Linked DNA regions of Pan troglodytes: region 2 is linked to region 1. Evidence: chromatin contacts called from public HiChIP or PLAC-seq data. All regions are on one chromosome and are shown on one strand. Each heading gives the region's core, a stretch centred on a gene start, on an enhancer-like site or on the middle of the called end of the contact. The rest is flanking DNA. Distances are from core to core; before and after follow the strand shown.

Evidence for each region. HiChIP or PLAC-seq counts read pairs in DNA pulled down with a chosen protein or histone mark.
Region 2: an H3K4me3 HiChIP or PLAC-seq map of stem cell-derived excitatory neurons shows a contact between it and region 1, with 5 times the contacts expected there. The contact joins the promoter of IRGM here to the promoter of RPS14 in region 1. A contact is called at or near these places in 1 of 7 Hi-C or Micro-C datasets (stem cell-derived neural progenitor cells) and 1 of 1 datasets of contacts at active chromatin or transcription factors (stem cell-derived excitatory neurons).

Annotation. Positions count from the first base shown.
Region 1 is chr4:148,175,050-148,180,893 of NHGRI_mPanTro3-v2.0_pri, forward strand. RPS14 (ribosomal protein S14) reads right to left here and starts at 2,409. Exons shown (of 5, transcript XM_003310899.6): 1 at 2,076-2,409; 2 at 1-116. The coding sequence starts at 114.
Region 2 is chr4:148,571,013-148,576,856 of NHGRI_mPanTro3-v2.0_pri, forward strand. IRGM (immunity related GTPase M) reads left to right here and starts at 3,056. Exons shown (of 2, transcript NM_001160207.2): 1 at 3,056-3,751; 2 at 4,244-5,207. The coding sequence starts at 4,662. The coding sequence ends at 5,207.

The DNA of each region.
Region 1 (5,844 bases), core at 1,159-3,658:
ATTGAAGGATGCAAAGATATGGCAGACACCAAATACATTCTCTCCTTCAGCCACCTGAGGTCCGAGGCTGATGACCTGTTCTTCCTTCTTTTCCTTCCCCTTTCGAGGTGCCATTTCTGAGTGGAAGGAAAAGAAACTCAAGGTTAACAGACAAAACATTTCCAGAATCCCTTTCCCCTGGCTATTAAATGAAACCCTAAGTCTTGCTTCATGTCCCTGTCTTCTTCCATCCAATACTCTACTGTATTCTCTCATTTCTGCCTCACTAAAACTTCTTTCTCCTTGCACTTGGGGGGGTATCAACTGTGGCCATATGGCAAAGTACCATGAGAAGTATCCTTTCCCCAGAAACTACCAACAGCGCAGCTCACAGCACCTACAGGATAGAAGCCTAGGGATCTAGCAGCAGATGCCTGAAGGCTGCATCCCAAAAGGCAAGAAGAAACCCAAGACCAATAGCTACCCATGTACTGGTACCATTCCTAACACCCTTCATGGGGCGAGGGAGCTGCTTGATTCCTGCATGAACTCCTCAGCTTAGAATTCAAGAGACCCTTACCAACACAGCCCTCAAGCCTCTCATCTCCTGTTTTCCTGTGCTCCACCTGATCCCTTCAAAAGCCAAAAATGCAACTGATTTGACTCCCACAACTATTTAGAACTAAATCTTTGTCACCAACATCAAATATCAAAGGCACTAAAATACATCCGAAAGGCAGGCTAATGGAAAAGACCCATCTCAGAAATCTGATGGGTCCTGAGACTAAATAACTCTAACCTATTATGGCCTTCATAATAAGTGCAATCATACTGTCACAAGATCTAAGGGAGAGAGAAACTGACAGGAGGAAGGCGGGTGAGAATGAATGAGAAAGTGGAAGGCTAGGATAAGACTGCTTCCTGCCTAAAGCCCCAGGCCTTCTGAACCTCCTGGTGTTCAGAACAATTTAACATTTTCAGAAGACACTAACACTAATCGGTATCCTGCAGATGGTGAAGATAGAGAGTGCCTCAGCCTATGGTCACAGTAAAGACAGTGGCAAAACCAAACCTAGAAACAACGTGTCCTGACTCCCAGCCCAGCACTCTCTGCCTCCTGCCAAGATGCCTCTACACCACAAATAACTACCCTAGTCTGTCTCAGGTGTTCCTAGATCTCTCCTGTGCCTTCCCTATATAAACTTTAGTTAAATGTGTGACCACAGTAAGTACTTCAAGTGTAAGTCTTGGGTGTACGAAGTTAAATGTTCCTATCTTCAAATCAGACCAATGAGCACGACCCAGTGCGTTAACTATTCTAAGGAACGCGCCACAGGAGAGAAGCCCAAAGTTCTGCCTCGAGAAGCATAGAAAGGCTCCAGCATATCTCAAATACGTAAGCATGAGTATGTTTCGGCATGATGGCCATTCAGTAAATGCCAATTTGCAGTTTCTCCGTTCCTAACATCCCCTAAAGTAACGAGCAGAGTGGTCATCAGGAGTATATAAACGCAGGGCAAGCGCACAGCAAACATTGGTGCTGGGCCCTGAGCGCCCAGAACTTGCAACGTGCCCGACTCAGCAACGGAAAGAATCGCCCAGATTTAGAAGCATCCAACATAGTGCGAGAGTTTTCCCTGCTTTCCTTCTTTGAATGATCACTACAAACCCATGGGATCGGTGCTATTGTTATTCCTATTTTGCAGACGAGGAAACAAACGAGATTAGGCGTGGGCCTGCGATCACCAAGAAAAAAATTTGGCGAGGTAGAGGCGGGAGCCCACGTCTGTCCCGGGTTCCCTCAACTACGCTGTGCAGCTCAAACGCGGCCGTGGCCGTATTGCGGGGCCGAGGCCTTAAAAGGCTGGACCCGCACTCACCCTTACTTCACAAGCTCCTCCCTGAAGCAAAACGGGCCTTCTGAGACCAGGAACGAACTCAATCCCGAGTTGGCCAGGATCCAGGTGGGCCAGCCGCGCGTCTCTTGCCCGGCACCTAGCTCGGTTCCCACGGAAAGAACCCCGTCTCTCGTCCCAAGCCCCACAGGGTCCCCTCGCCGCAGGATGCCCCCCGATTGTCGCGCCCGGGCCTCCTACCTGCACGTCGTCTCCAGACTCCACACCGGAAAGAGAGAGTGGGAGAGGGCGGAGCGACGGGGGGTCACTTCCGTGTCCCGGAAGTATACCTCTGAGGTCACGGGGCGAGGTCGGGTCCCGGAAGACGCCGGCATTATTCCTCCCAAAGAGTTTAAGACTCGTCATAGGGAAAGACGGTTTATTACTTAAGGGAGAGCGAAAAGAGGTAGAGGGCTGGTTGTCGCTGCGAGCGGGTCGGCCTAAGCGACAGTACGAAGCGGCTACACCCGCGGGGTGAGGTGGGCCTGTATTCCATGATGGCGGTGGTCGTGTCTAGACAGACTTCCGCCATCCTGACTCCCGCCCTGGCAGCCTCGGAGCGGCAGCGCCCCTTGTGTGGAGCAGGGGAATAACAACAACAAAACGGCCTTAATTAAAGCTAGGGTGGCGCCGGCCTGTGGTCCCAGTTACTCAGGAGGCTGAGGATCGCTTCGTCCAAGTAGTTCGAGGCCAGCCTAGGCAACATAGTCGGGGAAAACACACCGTAATCACTTACTTTGGCATATTATATAATGGGCAAAATAAGAATAAATTATTCAATATGTGTTTTCAGACCGGTCTGGGCTAAACAGTTTATATGCATTGCTTCATTTACTCCTCAAGACATTATCAAATAATTTTGATTTCCCTCTTACAGATAAAGGATGTTAACTGAGAGCACACCTTTGCAGAAGGGTTTGGAATTCTAGCTTCAAAGCCCACGTGTTTAATAGCTACTTCCACATAGCCCTCTAATAACAATATACATGTATATATTTCGACCGAATCTTGTTCTGTAGCCAAGGCTGGAGTGCAGTGGCACAATCTCGGCTGACCGCAACCTCTGCCTCCCAGGTTCAAGCTATTCTGCCTCAGCCTCCCGAGTAGCTGGGACTACAGGCGCGTGCCACCACGCCCGGCAAATTTTTGTGTGTGTGTGTATTTTTAGTAGAGACGGGGTTTTACCGTGTTGACTAGGGTGGTCTGGATTTTCTGACCTCGTGATCCACCTGCCTCGGCCTCCCAAAGTGCTGGGATTACAGGCGTGAGCCACCGTGGCCAGCCTCTAATAACAATATTGAAGGACCTTGAAGGCTTGGGAGAATATGTCGGAGCTGTGGGGAAGGGCCAAGAAGTGTACCTCACAGAGCTAGGCAAGCGGTAGATACATTTTATCTATGTACTATATGTAATATTTATATGGAATATATATAGTATTTTTGAATTACATACTATATAAATATTATAAATATATTTTTAATATATAAATATATCCTGTGGCTCCAGCCTGGGTGACACAGCGAGACCCTGTCTCAAAAAAAAAAAAATTTACTCTGCTAAACTGAAAAACTCAACATACCTTCTTTTTTTTTTTTTTGAGACGGAGTCTGGCTCTTGTTGCCCAGGCTGGAGTGCAGTGACGCCATCTTGGCTCACTGCAAGCTCCGCTTCCTGGGTTCAAGTGATTCTCCTGCCTCATCTCCCGAGTAGCTGGGATTACAGGTGTGCGCCACCACACCCGGCTAATTTTTGTATTTTTAGTAGAGACGGGGTTTCACCGTGTTGTCCAGGCTGGTCTCGAACTCCTGCCTCAGGTGATCCACCCGCCTCGGTCTCCCAAAGGGCTGGGATTATAGGCGTGAGCCAATGCACCCAGCCTCAACATACCTTCTCGTTGCATTGCATTTCTTCCATGATGAGTGACGTCAAACATCTCTTTACGGATTGTTTTAACCATTTGCATCTCTTCTGTGAAATGTCTGTATTTTTTGAAGGAGAGGGCTTTTTTATTTTAAGTAATGAGCTTCCCAGTATGTTAGCAGAGACTGGAGTATTGTGGAGTGAGTTCCGCTTTGATTAAGAGTTGTATTAAACAGACCTCCAAACCTCATGTGGCTTCATGGAGGGAGCAAGCCTTGATCTTATGGCTGAAGGCAGCCCACACAATCACCTCAGGACAAATTTTTCCACAGGGAAGCCTATCTTTATCCCAGAAACCATCAAAGTCACTGCTTTCAAACTCCACTTTATTTAATCAACATATTTATTGTTTCTGCAGTTATTAGCTATGGGTCTTTGGGCAAAAATTGTAACCTCTCTGGGCTTCAGTTTTCTCATCTGTGAAATGGGATGATAATAGCATATTTTTATTTTTATTCATTTTTTTTTTTTTTTTTTTGAGACAGAGTCTCACTGTTGCCTTCCCCTGCCTCAGCCTCCCTAGTAGCTGGGACTACAGGCACACACCACCACACACGGGTAGTTTTTTTTTTTTTTTTGTATTTTTAGTAGAGACGGGGTTTCACCATGTTGGCCAGGCTGATTTCAAACTCCTGACCTCAGGTGATCCACCCCGCGTGGTCTTCCAAAGTGCTGAGATTACAGACGTGAGCCACCACGCCTGGCCGATAATAGTACATTTTTAAATGTATATTGAAAACTTGAGAGCTCAGTGGCTCACGCCTATAATTCCAACACTGTGGGAGACTGAGGCAGGAGGATCACTTGAACTCAGGAGTTGGAGACCAGTCTGGGCAACATGGTGAAACACCTTCTCTACAACAAATAGAAAAATTAACCAGGTATGGTGACCTGCACCTATAATCCCAGCTACTTGGGAGGATCACCTGATCCTGGGAGGTGAAGGCTGCAGTGAGCTGTGATCACACCACTGCACTCCAGCCTGGGCGATAGTGAGACCCAATATATATATTTTTAAAATGTGTACTGAAAACCTGTATCTTCTGTGTTTTGAGACAGAGTCTCACTCTGTCGCCCAGGCTGGAGTGCAGTGGCACGATCTCGGCTCACCACAACCTCCGCCTCCCGGGTTCGAGCAATTCTCCTGCCTCAGCCTCCCAAGTAGCTGGGATTACAGGCGCCCTCCACCACACCTGGCTAATTTTTTGTATTTTTAATTGAGACGGGGTTTCACCATGTTGTCCAGGCTGATCCTGAACTCCTGACCTCAGGTGATCCACCCGCCTCGGCCTCCCAAAGTGCTAGGATTACAGGCATGAGCCACCGCACCCAGCCAAAAACCTGTACCTTTATTGGACGCTTACTCTTTGTCAGGCACTGAGATACAATCATGGCATTTGAACTGAGACTTGAAAGTAGAGTAGGAATTAGCTACATGAAGGTGTGAAGAATGGTCTGGGCAGGGAGAATAGAATATGCAAAGGCCCTGAGGTGGGTAGGTGTTTGGAGAACTCAAGGAATTAAAAAATGGCCAGTAGTACTGGGGTGTTGTGAATAAGGGAAGAGGAATGGGGGCTGAGGCTGGAGGGGCAGCACAGCCACTTTCCGTGGGGCCTCACCTCCCTGTTGCCATGTCTGCGTTCCCCACCCCACCGCACCCCTGCGCTGTCAACACTGCCAGCACAGGGGTGTGCTTACCCTCCCCTCTCAGAGCTCACACACTCACTCAGGGAGCACTCACTGAGCACCTAGGATGTGTCTGACATTGTAAATACTTGGGATACATCAGTGACAAAAACAATGGTCCCTACCCTCTCAAAGTCTACATTGTGGAAGGAAGGGCAGACATAATGTCTATGTAAGCTTTCTATTTTGTTAGAAAGTGGTCAGTCCCGTGGAAAGAAGAAAAAGTTGGTCAGGTGTGGTGGCTCACGCCTGTAATCCCAGCACCTTGCAAGGCTCAGGTGGGCAGATCACCTGAGGTCAGGAGTTTGAGACCAACCAGGCCAACATGGTGAAACCCCGTCACTACTAAACATACAAAAATTAG
Region 2 (5,844 bases), core at 1,806-4,305, 400 kb after region 1:
AGATAAAGTATCTCAATTGTACAAATAATTATTTTCGGCTCGGTTGTCTCTAGCGTGCAGCTGGTGAGCCTTCACCATGGGCCCAGGAGAAGCGGATCATATGAACAAAGCCTGGGGATGGGACAGTTGAGCTGGGGCTGCAGGGGCTAAGGCTGTTTCCCATGGGGCTCAGCACTGGTGGACAGGTAAGCAGACAGGTTTGAAGATGCTGGCTCAGTTCACAGACATGGTCACAGAAAAAGCCTGGAAAACTATAGGGTTTTCTGCTGACCTCCCACACTCACCATGGACAGTCAGTACCCTGCACTGGCCCGTGTCGTACCCAAGCAGAGTGTGCTTGAAAATCGGATGTATATTAGTAGACCCCGTGCTCAGTGGGTACAGTTTAGAAAGGGAAGTTAACTTATCTGTCAATTAGTAAGTTAACAACACACAAAGTGTACTGTGTTTTATTAATCAAACAAAAATATGTTAAACACCTGCTGGGCACAAGGGGTACAATGGTAAAGAGTCTAATGGAAAGGTTTAATGGTTAATGCCAAGACCTGTGTATGTATTAATATGATGCCAATCATTTAATACCTGATGAAGCAACAGTTTCTGGGACTACTTGGGTTAGAAAATGGCCCCGCCACAGGCCCAAGCCCATCCCCCACCCTGCATGTGCTCCTGCTCCACTCCCTTGTGCATCTATCCAGTATAATGTTGTGGGGAAGGGGAGTGCTCGATTCCTCACCTTAACCAGCCTGCCAGCTATCCATGCAGAGACATGCAGGCAAAACTCTGAACGCCAGACCTCCCCACTCCATTCTCCTGCTAGGCTGCTGAGGGACTCCATTCGAACCTGGTAACTACCCTGCCTCCTTCCCTCCAGATTCCATAGGTTACCTCTTCCTCTTTGCAGACTAACTAAAAGCAACCATATCTAAGTAGCATTTGATGAGAAGAAACTAGTTATTTATGTAAACCAAAATAATTAATGCTACAACGGAGAAACTTTATATAGCAGCCACAGATGAAGCCTGGCATGAGAAAGTCAATGATCAGTTGCTGCTCTCGCCATATGGTGGGTTATAAAATCTTCCCAAGACAAGTGAGGCACCGAGAAATTGAAGACTCATATACATTCCAGAGAACAGCGCCTCTCTCATCCATCTCCTCCATTAGGGCCTTTCTTCATATTTCATAGATAGACAGCTGGAGCCAGTTCTCTGCTTCCTGGGCCCTCTAAAAGGGCCAAAGACTTGGACAAATCCATTGTCCTGGGCACTCAGGAGGCAAGATTCTGTGTGTGCATGAGTGTACGAACATGTGTCATGTGAGAGAGTGTGTGGGCACTGGGCACACGAAGCATGAGTGAGGGTAGGTGAGTGAACATGTGTCAGCCTACATGAGTGTATATATGTGTGCACAGTGTGTGAGCATGTGTGCATCAAACATAAGTTTGTGTGAACGTGGCACCACGAGTGAATTTGTGTGTTTGTGTGTGGGGTAAGTGAACATGTTGCAGCCTGAGTGAGCAAGTGTAGTGTGTGCAACAGGGATGAATGTGTGTATGTATTCATGTTTACACATGTCAGCTTAAGTATGTTAGGGTGTGTGAACGTGTGTCAGTGTGAGTATGTGTGGGCCTGTGCACAGAATGCAAGTAAGTGTATGTGTGCATGCTGAGGGTGAGTGAGAGTGTGTGTGTGTTGGGGGGTAAGTAAACATGGCTGGGCATGGGTGAGTGTGCACACCAGGTGTGAGTGGCTGTGTGCAGTGTTGTGTGTGTTCACAATGAGTGTGTGAAACAGACCTGCCAGGCCATGCTAGTGAGAGGTGACAGCGTGCTGGCAGCCCTCGCAGCCCTCGCTGGCTCTCGGAGCCTCCTCAGCCTTGGCGCCCACTCTGGCGGTGCTTGAGGAGCCCTTCAGCCCGCCACTGCACTGTGGGAGCCCCTTTCTGGGCTGGCCAAGGCTGGAGCTGGCTCCCTCAGCTTGTGGAGAGGTGTGGAGGGAGAGGCACGGGCAGCAACTGGGGCTGCGGGCATTGCTTGTGGGCCAGCGCAAGTTCCGGGTGGGCGTGGGCTCAGCGGGCCCGCACTCAGAGCAGCCGTCCGGCCCCAACGGCCCCTGGCAGTGAGGGGCTTAGCACCTGGTCCAGCAGCTGCTGTGCTGGATTTCTCCCCAGCCTTAGCTGCCTCCCTGCAGGGCAGGGCTTGGGACCTGCAGCCCGCCATGCCTGAGCCTCTCTCCCCTGCCCCACTCCGTGGGCTCCTGCACAGCCCGAGCCTCCCCTATGAGCGCCACTCCCTGCTCCAAGGTGCCCAGTCCAATCCACTGCCCAAGGGCTGAAGAGTGCAGGCGCATGGCCAGGGACTGCCAGGCAGCTTCACCTGTGGCCCGGTGCAGGATCCACTGGGTGAAGCCAGCTGGGCTCCTGAGTCTGGTGGGGGCTTGGACAACGTTTATGTCTAGCTAAGGGATTGTAAATACACCAATCAGCACTCTGTATCTAGCTCAAGGTTTGTAAACACACCAATCAGCACCCTGTGTCTAGCTCAGGGTTTGCGAACGCACCAATCGACACTCTATATCTAGCTAATCTAGTGGGGACATGGAGAACTTTTGTGTCTAGCTCAGGAATTATAAATGCACCAATCAGCACCCTGTGTCTAGCTCAGGGTTTGTGGATGCACCAATCAGCACTCTGAGCCTAGCTAATCTGGTGGGGACTTGGAGAATCTTTATGTCTAGCTAAGGGATTGTGAATGCACCAATTGGCACTCTATATCTAGCTCAAGGTTTGTAAACACACCAATCAGCACCCTGTGTCTAGCTCAAGGTTTGCGAATGCACCAATCTATACTCTGTATCTAGCTAATCTAGTGGGGACGTGGAGAACTTTTGTGTCTAGCTCAGGGATTGTAAACGCACCAATCAGCACCCTGTCAAAACGGACCAATCAGCTCTCTGTAAAACAGACCAATCGGCTCTCTGTAAAATGGACCAATCAGCAGGATGTGGGTGGGCCAGATAAGAGAATAAAAGCAGACTGCCCGAGCCAGCAGTAGTAACCTGCTTGGGTCCCCTTCCACGGTGTGGAAGCTTTGTTCTTTTGCACTTTGCAATAAATCTTAGGCTGCTCATTCTTTGGGTCCACACTGCCTTTATGAGCTGTAACACTCACGGCGAAAGTCTGCAGCATCACTCCTGAAGCCAGTGAAACAACGAACCCACCGGGAGAAACGAACAACTCCAGACTCGCCACCTCAAGAGCTGTAACACTCACCTCGAAGGTCTGCAGCTTCACTCCCGAGCCAGTGAAACCACGAACCCACCGGAAGGAAGAAACTCTGAACACATCCAAACGTCAGAAGGAACAAACTCCAGACACGCAGCCTTTAAGAACTGTAACACTCACTGCGAGGGTCCGTGGCTTCCTTCTTGAAGTCAGTGAGAGGAAGAACCCACCAATTCCGGTAGGAGTAGGGAATCACATCACCTTCTTTTAATCAGTCTCAAATACCTGGCCCCTTGTGGAACCTGCAAGAGCCAGGTTTGGCGAATGCAATGATAAGCAATTGTCTAATCACTGCCTTGAAAAAGAGCAGAGCATTTGAGTATGCTGTCTCCTCCTCTCCCTCACTTCAGTTGGGCCCAACATGACAGTCTTAATGGAAGCGCGGGCGTCAAAGGCTGGTGGCTTACTTCATGTATATTGCAGCATTTCGGTACTTCTCTGCACGTGTGCTCCCCCGACTGATGAGGTAAGTGTTAAACAGGGATGATCACAGCTTCAAGTAAGCAATGGGAATTGGATGTTTTATGTCCTCTGGCGCCATCTTCAGCAGAGAAATATATAGGTCATTTTTACTTGTCTGGTCTTGGTCTTGAAATATGTACTGAAACTTGTGAAGGAGCAGACCTATATTAGGATAGAGTAAAAGAGGGAAAGACAAAAACCTCTTGGGCTTTTCAGGAGACTTGGTTCATTCTCTGCTTTTCAAGCCGTCTCATGGCCACATGCCTGCTTTGGAGGCTGACTGTTGGAGGCACAACCGGCCTCAGGGCGTTCCTCAGGGACCTTACCTTTCTTGCTCCCTGAAGAAATGTGCACATTGCTTGAATAAAAACAACCAAAGAACACTCAATCAAGATCGTCTTTGCTGCAGTCTTCGTTGAGGGCTGGGGATGCTAAAAGTCAGATGATTCCTGTGTACCCTGTCCATCCTAACTCACCTGCTCTTCTACTTCTGCAGCTTACTCCAGTGCCCACAGATACGACAGAGTTCCCGAGTGCCCCTCACACTCTATTAGCTGCATCCTTAACCTCTTTTTGCCGCACCATAAGCATTGGGGTTTTTTTGTTTGTTTTGAGATGGAGTCTTGGTCTGTTGCCAGGCTGGGGTGCAATGGCGTGATCTCAGCTCACTGCAATATCTGCCTCCAGGGTTCAAGCGATTCCCCTGCCTCAGCCTCTTGTATTAGCTGGGACTACAGACACACACCACCACGCCCAGCTAATTTTTTTGTATTTTAGTAGAGACGGTTTCACGATGTTGGCCAGGATGGTCTTGATCTCCTGACCTCGTGATCTGCTCGCCTCGGCCTTCCAAAGTGCTGGGATTACAGGCATGAGCCACGGCGCCTGGCCGGCATTGGGGTATTTTCTTGAAGATGGAAGCCATGAATGTTGAGAAAGCCTCAGCAGATGGGAACTTGCCAGAGGTGATCTCTAACATCAAGGAGACTCTGAAGATAGTGTCCAGGACACCGGTTAACATCACTACGGCAGGGCACTCTGGCAATGGGATGTCTACCTTCATCAGTGCCCTTCGAAACACAGGACATGAGGGTAAGGCCTCACCTCCTACTGGGCTGGTAAAAGCTACCCAAAGATGTGCCTCCTATTTCTCTTCCCACTTTTCAAATGTGGTGTTGTGGGACCTGCCTGGCACAGGGTCTGCCACCAAAACCCTGGAGAACTACCTGATGGAAATGCAGTTCAACCGGTATGACTTCATCATGGTTGCATCTGCACAATTCAGCATGAATCATGTGATGCTTGCCAAAACCGCTGAGGACATGGGAAAGAAGTTCTACATTGTCTGGACCAAGCTGGACCTGGACCTCAGCACAGGTGCCCTCCCAGAAGTGCAGCTACTGCAGATCAGAGAAAATGTCCTGGAAAATCTCCAGAAGGAGCGGGTATGTGAATTCTAATTCCTGTCTTCATTAAACGTTTTCCATCTCCTCCTATTGATTCCTTTTCTCCTTTATTTCACTGGACTCATTGAAACACACCTGGTGCAGAAGGGTATCTTACAATTTTAGGGGGCATGTAGAGTGTGGTTGTGTTGTTCTTTGAGATCTTTTGAGTGTTGGGGCCAAGATTCCCAGGCAAGGCTGCTTGCTTCGAAGGTCCTTTCCCTTCACGGAACTCTCCACCAGGTGCTAAAAATGATCAGTGTCTTAAAATGGATGCAAGATTATATCATCAGGGTCCTAGCACTCTCAAACTGAGTCATTTGAGAAGACTTTAATAATGAGGGTATTTTCAAAGGTGTGGACAGGGTGCAGGGAGACCACCAAGACAAAATGTTAACCCCACGGTATAACCTCAAGGCAAGTAACGGTCGGGAGGAGCCCTCTCCAGGTTTGAACAGGCAAGTAGAGAGGCAGGTTGCTTGAATCTCAAGATGGAGTTTATCAGTAATAATAAAGACTTCTGGGCTTAAAAACACACAACTGAAATCTACAACAAAACCTCTAAAACAGAAAAAATAGTAACCATGTTAAAGGGTTCTAAGTTCTTGTTTTATCCAGAGCATGAGTAAAGATGTTGATTAAGTTTAAACTA